2 separate regions of the Rattus norvegicus genome follow, and region 1 is linked to region 2. A link is a contact called in public Hi-C data. All regions are on one chromosome and are shown on one strand. The core of a region is the stretch at or near the end of the contact, and the rest is flanking DNA. Distances in the headings are between cores, read along the strand shown. Region 1 has its middle 210 kb from the start of Rfpl4b. Region 2 has its middle 440 kb from the start of Trnap-agg35.

Region 1 (5,380 bases), core at 1,230-3,729, 670 kb after region 2:
TGCTATGCTATGTTAAAAATAGTTATAAACTGTTGGTTCAGAATAAAAAAAACAGAAGCAAATTCAGGTGAATTTCCTGTATGACAGCACGACTGATCTTACAAATCAGCACAATGTTTCTAATGGTTGCTTTTTAATCTAAAAATATTAAAGGAATTGATTTGGCCATTAAGCTCCATCTCCAATATACTGTAGCTCCTGGCCAGTGCAGGGTGGGGTGTGTGTGTGTGTGTGTGTGTGTGTGTGTGTGTAAAATGGCTGCCCCACCTGGCTTACACTACAATTTAGGAACAGGTTTTGTGGAGCAGGATTCCCTTTTATATTAAGGGAGATTTTTTTCCCCAGGGCCATTTTTGGGGAGAGGAGGAGCAAAAGATTCTTAGAGATAAGAATCAAATTACCTTCTTCAAGGGTCATTTGAAATCGGGGGCCAATGTAACAGTTCTTGCTGATGGATTTCCACACACAGTTACTGAGACTCACAGTCTATGGTAAATAGAGTCTAGGGAAACACCAACCCGAGACTCACTATCAATTCATTATTAACAGGTGTGTGGCCTGAACCTCTGACCTTTGAGGTGAAGGTCCCCTCTTTTTCCTGTGTTCTCTGTGGCCCTGTGGTGGCCACTGGCTTTGTTTTCTTCCTCCCAACCTGTCCCAGGTCACCCCTGCTCCAACATCAAATCACGCTTATTTTGTTTTCCACATTTGGTCTTTGCTGGGTTGACAACACTTCCTGGCAGGCTGAACCAGGGAAGGAAGATAAACAACACATGTTGCTGGGACTACAAGTGATGCTGTCTTCCTCCGATGTCCCAAAGCATGTTTCTCTTACACAGCTGCCTCTAAGAGCACTAAAGTCACACTGCCATGAAGCTTGGAAAGAAGAGGGAGAGGAAGAGGGATGAGGAAGAGGGATGAGGATGAGGGGGAGGGGAGGGGGAGGAGAGGGAGAGGGAGAGGGGGAGGGGGAGGGGGAGGGGGAGGGGGAGGGAGAGGGAGAGGGAGGGGGAGGGGGAGAGGGAGGGGAGGGGAGGGGGAGGGGGAGGGGGAGGGAGAGGGAGGGGGAGAGGGAGAGGGAGAGGGAGAGGGAGAGGGAGAGGGAGAGGGAGGGGGAGAGGGAGGGGAGGGGAGGGGGAGGGGGAGGGGGAGGGAGAGGGAGGGGGAGAGGGAGAGGGAGAGGGAGAGGGAGAGGGAGAGGGAGAGGGAGAGGGAGAGGGAGAGGGAGAGGGAGAGAGAAACCTTGATATTAAAATTAGGTCTCCCTACCCAGTTTTTAAGCCTAAACATGAAGGGGAAAAGCAACTCTGATGTGCTTGCTCAAGTTGCATATGCTAGCACATAGGTAAATTAAATTATGTCACATATAAAAGCAAAGACTCAAGAGGGAGGGAAACGACCTGCCGATGAGTATCTGCTAGGAAAAACCAAACTTACCACCCAGGAAAGCAAACTCAATGTTTCCTGAAGTCCCTCCTGCCTTAGAAGTGTCAGAACATGGAGGACGGAATTTTAGTGATCCTTCATGTCTGCGAACTCAGTTGTCAGCTAAATTAGGTAAATAATTTAGCAACATACATGTGTGTGCATGTGTGGTGAGTTCATAACCCTTTGAGGAGCTCAGCCATAAAATCTGAAAATTTTCTATTTATAATTTTTCTAAGCGAATTACCAAAAGTTCTTCTAGGCATTTAAACATAAGCAAGGATAGTTTTAATTTTACAATGCATCATTTTACTTTAAGAAAAATTAATAGTAGTAGTAGTAGTAGTAGTAGTAGTAGTAGTAAATTATTGTCGACAAGGAGGTTATGCTGATTTTTTAAAGTTCATTATGTAATCAATAGGCCAGACAGTACCATTCCTTTTCTGTATCTCCTCTCAAAAAGAATCTAGAAATGGATCCACAGTTGTGAATGTGGAAAAAAATTGTGTATTGCTTTCCACAAGTGCTAACCGTGAGCTGGGAGAAAATTAGTCCATTTGCAGGCATTGGAAAACCAGGGAATCGTGCCATTGTCAAGACAAGAACCAGCAGCTGCTTTAGATTCCATGTATTTCGAGGACAAATCATTCAATGACTCCTTTGACACCCAAAGTATGCCAATAATTCAATGTATTACTTGGATGCAAATTTCATACAATAAGGTATGGAAAGCAAACTGTAATTGGGAGTGCCTGTGTGAATGGGGCTCTGTCCTTTGACAGAGCCCATTGTTGAACAGCAGCCTGAACCCCTGACCCTTTACTTTGCAAGGATACAATAGCCTTTGATATGAGGTGGTGGGAAAAAGACTTAGACACTCATTTCACATTCAGTCGCAATTCATCAGTTTGGCGGGGACTTTTAGCAGCTTTAATGACCGCAGCGATTGATGGTTAAATCAATTTGTGCTGGTGACAGCATGGCTGGCCTCTAGACTGTAACAATCCAGGATTGCGCCAGGCAGAAAAGACTCTGTTATTCAGATGTGCGCGGTTCCTAACTCTGGAGAACAATGAGAGAGAGAGAGTCTCTCGCTCAGGGCAGGCTGGAAAAACGTTCACATTCACTCCCCTGCTTGCGCAATGTCGTGGCTTCTCTGTAAAGAGGTGCAGTGCATTTCATTCCCGTAAGTACTGTCGCAAGTAAAAATATACAGTAGAAGACAAGGATTTCTAACGATTAACTATAACCTGAGAGATAGTAACAAACTAGAAAGAATTTAACCTTTGATTCCTTGATCGAACTGGGTGGTCCTACTCCAGCCAGCACTACGCGCCCCTCCTCCATCACCCTCAAAAAAATTAGAAAAGGGAGAGAGAAAAGCAGCAGCAGAGATTATGACATTGGGGCTTATGTTTAGGGGGGAAAGGTGAAAAAACAACCCCCACAGTACTTTGTGTCAAAAAGGAGGGAATATTGCTCCCTCTTCCGTTGGTCAGAGGTAATTTTTTTTCCTAGTAACGATTTAAAAATACATGTGTTTACAATGAAAAGATGTAAATGTCGGCATGGTGGGACAACCAGTTCACTGAGTTGAAGTGACCTGTTCAACTTTCTTAAAATAAAAGGCAGAGCAAGTATATTTTTTAAAGCTAAACCTGCTTTTAAACATTTAGGAATCCCACAGGCATAACTGGCAGTTTTCAAGCGGGGAAAAGGATAAAATGTCATTCCAACAACATTAATTTCGGTTTGGTTTCACCAGTGAATTGCATAGACAAGACTTTAAAACTCTACAGAAAACGTGCAGCCTAAAACACACCTGTAAGGTTAAGCAATGTAACGCCAACATACTATTTATATATCTGAATACTAATGCCTGGCATAACGTAAGATCCATGGATGTACTGTAACAAACATGATACCAGAGCCAACAAAAAGGAACATTTCTTGTTTTTTAAGCATGCGTTCACACTGCATTTTTTAAAACAAAAATGTTTTTAAGTAAAAAAAATTCTAGTATACAAAATATTAAATTCTACTCTGGACTGGATAAAACTGATCACAAGGGTGGACTCTGTGACCCTGAGTTGCCTTCTGTGTCCTACTTAAGAAGCAGATGAAATGATACAATTTTATTTTAGAGCTATGGTGGAGAAAAGGGGAAAGAAACCATGTCCAGAATATGAGTAGATCCATGGGAAATGGATGGCCCCCGACTCGAAGCTATGGTGTTGTGGGAAAAAATGTAAACAAGGTTTTCCAACAGATTTGTCTAAACATTGAAAGAATATTGAGTCTGTACAGAGGAGGTCTTGGCACTGAGTCCAGAGCTGTGCTTGGTAACTGGGGAGGGGAGAGAAAAGGAGGAGAGTTTCCATGGCAACGCTGGTGCTGAGCATAAATGGAACAGGCGTGCATCTTCCCATGGGAGGACTGGAGGGAAGAAAGTGGAAACGAGGGGGAAGGGCTGACGGTCCCCGTGAAGATACTTTATGCTGAATAAGTGTTTTGTGTAAATGTGTGACACACTGCACATCACCGTGTGCATTCTGAGAGATCTGAGACCCTTTTCAAAACACTGATGCAGTGATCCAAGACTGTTCTAGGTGGAAATAGATGTTTGTCTCACCATTTCCAGGGCTTACGCAAATACACTGAACACATCTTGCTTCCCGTGTCGTTATCTCCCTTCAAAGTAAAGCAATGACAGGAGACATGAGTAGAGCTTTCCGCAGATTATTTTTCTTTATTTTTGGGAGTCCTATGGATATACCCCCATTTCCTTCTCTTAGCTGCAAAGGCAGGGAGAAATGATTTCTCATTATCTTGAATGTGAAACTGATTCGCAACTCTGACACTGTTTCACCTCTCACGAGACAGCATGTTAGTTCAAGGAACAAAGCGGAATGAGCGTGAGCATTACTTACCTGACTAAATATCGTTATTAATAATTTTATCTCACTGCAAATGCCTCGGTGTCAGGATTTAATTAGGATAGCATCGAGAAGGGGTGATCGGTTGCAGTCTAGAGGCTGTGGCATGCTGTAAAGTCAGCTTATGGTCATACTTCTGTCAGAAGTGAGATTGTGGTACCAACTTGCACGGAGTACAACTGCAGTACCATACAGACTTAAATGTGCATGACTTACATTTGTGCCCAGTGCATTCATTAACCGAAGCTCTGAACCGTGATATACATTAGTCTATGAACTTAGGGAGAGTGGTATTCTCCACAACAGCGTCTACATACATAGATCAGATTCTCAAAGTATGCTTGTTAACCTCCCAGGGGATCAGAGAAATCATTTTCTGAACAAAACTTTGAGATAACACATAAATGCACCAAAATGGACACTTGTTTACTCTCATCAGTATAGTGGCCAGCATACAGTTGTCTTACGTAATGCTCGCAGATTTCTAGGCATGCCACGATTGTGGTTCTCGTCTTACAAGTAAGAATGGAGAAGCCCCTCAAAGCTTAAATTATGTTAAATTTATATCTCTGAAGAAGCTGGGGTTCAAACCCAGTCCTACGTAACTCATGTACCTTCTGACCCTTCAGCGTTCTCGTATTTCTTTATACTAAAGAATACTTTGATATAAAAAAAAAAAGAGTACCTTGTCCTCATCAGAAGAACTGAAGTGCAAAGGATTCACTCACCATACTAACTCTGCTCCTTAGAGTCCTTCAAAGACTCAAAGAATACATCTTAGTTCCCATTGCTCCCGGGTTTTTGGAAGCCAGTAAAAGCCAGGAACTAGAATTCAAAGTTGAACTATCCAAGTGCACAACTAAGATTTTGACATATGACAAGTGTTAAGACTCTATAAACATGTCCTGGCTATTGTGAGCAGAATAGCAATGAATGTGAGTGGGACAGTCTCTCTTCAATCAGATGTATAGTCCTTAATACGGGCTTAGGAGTATTATATAGCTGGGTGATCTGATAGA
Region 2 (5,355 bases), core at 2,614-5,113:
AAAGGACCCAGGTCCTTGACAAAATGCAACACAAGGGATTAGGGATCACGAGCTTTTCACAGATAAAGGTGACTATACTTTTGACAGACCTAGTATGACATTTATGGCTAATACAAGACCAGACACCCCTAAGTAGTCATTGAGGGCATAGCTGAGTTGGACGTGAGACCATCTGAAGTATTCCAGGTCACAGTACAACCCCAGAAGTAGATGGCATGTGTTAGGAAAATATATAGATGATGGAACAAAACTCGTAGACCTATGAGAGGACAGCGGAGGATTGTCCTGAGGAAAAAGAAACCACAGGTGAAAGTTTTATTCAAAGCCTGGGTTTCAGAGCACTATAGTTCAATAAATGAACATGACTTAGGTATGTATGACAATGGAGTCATCATAAACATCAGATTCTGCAGACTGAACTCAAGAAGATATATTGATGTCTTGTGACATGGTTTTTCTATGTAGCCCTGGGTGCCCTGGAATTTTCTCTGTAGACCAGACTGGAGGCAGAGGGGTCAAAGACACTGGGAGAGTAAGGTCTGCAGAATCATCTAACCAGGGTTTATGTAGACTCACAGAGACCGAACGTCCCGAACGTCTAAGCAAAGCTAGAGCCCTGCCCTGAGCAGATTCCAGAGAAGGGCTTGACCTTCTCAAAGAACTTGTCCCCGGAAGACTGTTGCCTCACTGTCTAAGGAGAATATCTTGCAGTTTAATGATTCACCTTATGTCCTTGGGCACTTCCCTGTACTCTCCCCTGCCCTAAGCTTCAGTTCCTGCTTCAGTTCCTGCTTCAGAGCTTTAAATGCTGTACATTCCTCTCAATAAACAGACCTTGACAAGGACACTGCTTGGTCTCGCTCGTCTTTCTCACCCATTCCTCCTCAGGTTTGCATCCCCCTCGGTTCCTGTAAATTACCAAGCTCCTGCGGGCAGGGGCAAAGCGTATGGCAATCATGAGGCCTGTGTGAGTCTGTGCTTGGTTCTCTTCAGATGTTAAGGTTGTTGGCTTGGTGTTCTGCAGTCATTCCTGAAGGAGGCAATGTCTCTGACTCCTTTGTTTGCTCTCGAGATCCTTTTTCTCCCACTGGGTTGCCTAGCCCAGCTTTGGCGTGTGGGTTTGTGCCTGGTCTTATTGTGGGGTGTAGTTGGTTGATATCCTTGGGAAGCCTGCTCTTCTTTGCAGGGGATGGGGGGATCCAGAAGGAGCGTGGATACAGGGGAGAAGGAAGAAATGTCACTGGGGGCAGGAAAGGGAGGTGATGGTGAAGTCAGTAATTAATTGTCTGAGAGAATAATTGAAAAAATAAAGCCGTACTGAGATTGAATATCCTGGTGATCTCTGGTGACGTTGACACTCTGCTTTCACTATGTGCTAGTGACACTGGACAGACTTCAGGACTGTGAATTCTGATTTGCATTCTGAAGGGCCACTGAATAGTCTGATGCAGCAGAAATCTTTTTTCTGTGTTGGCATATAGTGGAGAAACTTTTTGTTTCTCCAAGGTCAGTCTGAAGACTTAAGGCACATGCCATTTTCCGGTGACATTAGAAGTGAAGGAAAGAAAATGATAGAAGTGGAATGTGCACTTTGTTCTGAAGATCAGTTAGACTTGAACACATTAAATGGTTATAGTTTGAGGCATGTTAGAAGCGGATGTTAAAGACACAAAAGAATAAAAACTAACCATAAACAGAGGGCCATAAGAGGTATGGTAGGTACATCCTGTTTTAAAATTAAATAAAGAAGTCAGGCATGGAGGTATATTCATGTGATATCAACATATGGGAGGGAGAGCCAGGAGGATTTTGAGTTCCAAACCACTATGAACGACAAAGTAAGATTCTGTCTCAAAAACAAGCAAAAACATTGACGAAAGTAAAGGTTGGTCTTAGTGCAGGGAGCAGGGAGCAGGGCTTAGTGCAGTGAGGACTATTGAAGGAAGGAAGATGTAGTTGAGACTTTGGCAGAGGCAAATAGTAAAACCATGGCACTGTAGCCTAGCAGAAAGAAATTGACAAATGGTAAACAACCTATCCAACTAGATTTAATAAAATCACGAATTTCCTATTTTGAAGAGCCTATTTCTCACTGGACAAAAGCCGGCTTTTAGGTTAAATACAGCTCTTTGTCGAGAATGCAGTTAAATAGACCAAGGATAGTCACAAAATGTCAACTATGTGTGTGCATAGCCTGGGTTGTGGAGAAGACCAGTTATGGCTGTGCATTACTGGGTTTCCCACATTGCCACAACGGTGATAACTGAGAGATATCGTGAAGAATCTATCCATTCACTGTTTTTTTCCTAATCAGAAGACTACCCTCTTCATTTCTGGCCAGAGTCCTGCTTCTGGTGGAAATTTGAGCACATCTGAATTGATTTAAGGTCCTGACTTGGTCTGTCAGCCACTGAGTTAATCTAGTTGGCTATCTTTCATGTTCCATCCTGTCCTCTTCGTGTATATCATGTTTGATCAAGCATATCAACCGATTTAAATTAGTAAGCTAAGTCCTACAAAGTTTCAGTGAGATCTTACTGAGTTTATTTATCTGACAGTTTTTATGTATTGGTAAAGATTTTTTTTCTCCTTTGGAATACACGAGGTCCATCACTTTGTGTGTATCGAGACAGAAAGTAACTTTTTAAGAGAACACATCATCAGGATGCTTCTCAAAAATGTGCTTTATTAGGAGAATCTGACTTTATTGAAAGCTGTGATGTAAAAACTGTGATCAGCAGAACCTATGAAAATCATTTTCTTCTTGGCATTCACTGATTTTGATTCATTGTTTCTCTAGAGATACATGACATGATGTAATTTGATTTTAAATTTTTGATGAACCATTCTTTTTTATTTTATTAGCTCTATGAGATAGTATGGAGATATGAAATCCCTCTGAACACAATGTCTTCTCTGCTCTGTCATTAGCAAAGTACCAGGATTGTAACCAAAAGTAACCCTTCTGCTTGCTTTATCAAAAAGCTATCCTCAGAACTGGCTGTTCAGCTTGCTAAGATTCGTCAGCGAGAGGATAGAAATTCAGGTGCCGTTTAAATCATCATCCTCATTAGAGTCTCTTAATCCATTTCTTTATACACAGAATTGGAAGGGGAAACAAAAAGCAGTACCATCATAGCTCTAGCCTGAAGATTATGTTTGACTGACATGGGAAGGTACCTTGAAGCCAAGGTGACATTTGAAAGCAGTGGTTATCTAGTTTGTCATCTCACGTCTGCACTTCACATTGTACCTTGTGAAACATGAAGTTATCGGGAAATGATGTGGAAAGTACGGTTCTTACCCTCGGTAGACTGCGGGAGACCGAGGGGATCCTGACCTGTGCTTTAAAAATATATTACAAAACTTCTAGAAGGTATGATTTTGAAATGTGATTGGCTGGCCACCAGTTACTTTCTGGCTAAAACTGAGTTATATGTTGACATCATTCACTCCTCTGCTTGCAATGAGACCCACACGAACCGTGGCCATTGGGAGTATAAAAATTAACTTGAAGACGTGCAGTTTTCCATTTTATTTATCAAGCATTCACGACCAAAACAGGGCTATTTTTGATGGTTACAATCAAGTGCCTTCATGCCTGAATTGAAGCTTCCTAAATCAGAAAGTGCCAGAAATTACACTTTGAACCTCCAGATCGTTTGAGTTAGACAGAAGTGTATTTTTGGAGACCAAATGGGCTCTCATAGCCTTCCAACTTCCAAAATCAAACAAGCAGGAATGTCATTATCTGGACATCTAGTCTTCATCTCTCACAAGTGACTCTGTCTTCCAGTGACACTGTTGCCCTACTCCAGACAGAGCAGCAACTGTTCCCCAGTGTGCATTTCCATCGCGTCCCCGGCTTCTCTCCTTCCCCTCCCCCCTCTCTAGCCACAAATGCTTCAACAGAAGTGGGGGAAGATCCAAAGAGTCCCCTTTACTGACTAGAACTAAGATGAATTGTGTCAAGAGTTCAAAGCTTCATCGTTGCTTGGCATAAAATTACTGCCCTTGGTTTCTGCCAAGGCGGGTGTCAGCTGGTGAATTCTAACAGTGGCAGACAGGACTGAGATAAGCAGAAAATACAATGGCAGCTGCTACACAGAACTATTCTTTCTGGCCTAGTGAAGACAAAAATACATTGTGTAAATAAAGACAGACAGCTTCATTATGCAATCGTCTGCTGCTGTGCTACTGCTAAGGAAAAAGTATTGATTCCAGAAAATAGCCCCAGACACTTAAAGCTAATATGCTTTTACACATGGGATGACTGGGATATTAAAAGGGTAACAATAAATCTAACTTCCTAATATTAGAGTTGAACCTTCAGGTAAATAAGTTATACCATTGTGCTACATTATACTTCCGAACTTAAGCATTTCTTCAAAGCCTGTCTTGCGTCCAAATCCACAACTCTTTGTTTTAGCTTGTTTTGAGTGTTAAACCAAGGGCTGTGACTGGGTTTTCATCAATTACAAAATAAATGATGTATCAGCGTGCTTAGGTTGCCATAACAAAGTGCTATCGTCTGGGGTGGCTTAAACAACAGACGTTTGTTTTCTTGTGGTGCTCTTGGCTGGATATACTTCATTAAGACCTGACACAGTTGGTTTCTGGTAATGCATTCTTGGCTGTAGAACAGTATATTTCTCTCTGTTTCAGGCTTTATAGAGTGTACTTAGTCATCTATTTATTTTGTGAACGCATCTTGCTGTGTCGCTCAGGCCATCATTAAACACATGGGCCAACACGATCATCTTCCTAGCTTAGCCTGGTGAATAGGTAGAGTCATTGTGTGCCGTCACATTTGGATGGGTCACTTGCTAAAAGGACACTAATTCTATTCACTCAGGATCTCGTATTTAAGTTTCCATGTGACTTTAATTACTTCTTTGGAGTTCCCACTGCAAACAGAGACAGAGTTTTTAAGTTTCTGCCCAGAAAGTTTGGGAAGATAACATGGTGTTCTTCACGTAACAGTGCCTTAGACAAACTTGATTTTTGTTACAAATAAAACTAGGTAATGAAATTCCCTATCAAACTTCTATCCAGTCCTTCTGAGGATTCTAAATATTTTTCAGTAAATAGGTTCATATTCAGGAACACCACAATGGAAATTAGTGGAAGAAATAAGCAGTCTGTAAGGTACAGAAGTTTCCAAGTGTAATTCATAGTCCCTGTAGATCCTGTAGCCCTCGTCTGTAAAGTCAAACCTATTTTCATAACTATGCAAAAATTTTGCTTGTGGGTTTTTTCTCTGCATACTAGTTAATTTCATATTTGTGTGATAATGTACCATGACAAAGGCAACCTCTACAAGACATCACTTAGTTGGGTTCACGAACTCAGAGG

Evidence for each region. A called contact is a pair of places that touch in the nucleus more often than the background predicts.
Region 1: a Hi-C map of Schwann cells shows a contact between it and region 2, with 2.7 times the contacts expected there. The contact joins two enhancer-like sites. A contact is called at or near these places in 1 of 12 Hi-C or Micro-C datasets (Schwann cells) and 1 of 1 datasets of contacts at active chromatin or transcription factors (oligodendrocytes).

The regions. Positions count from the first base shown.
Region 1 is chr20:43,595,797-43,601,176 of GRCr8, forward strand. No RefSeq gene overlaps it. Among named protein-coding and RNA genes, the nearest start is that of Rfpl4b, 210 kb to the right of the region's middle. Within about 2 kb of position 2,480, at least 60 of the 93 cell types and tissues checked have an H3K27ac peak or open chromatin away from gene starts, as enhancers often do. A contact at or near this core is called in Schwann cells, where this site is marked.
Region 2 is chr20:42,919,933-42,925,287 of GRCr8, forward strand. No RefSeq gene overlaps it. Among named protein-coding and RNA genes, the nearest start is that of Trnap-agg35, 440 kb to the left of the region's middle. Within about 2 kb of position 3,864, at least 13 of the 93 cell types and tissues checked have an H3K27ac peak or open chromatin away from gene starts, as enhancers often do. A contact at or near this core is called in Schwann cells, where this site is marked.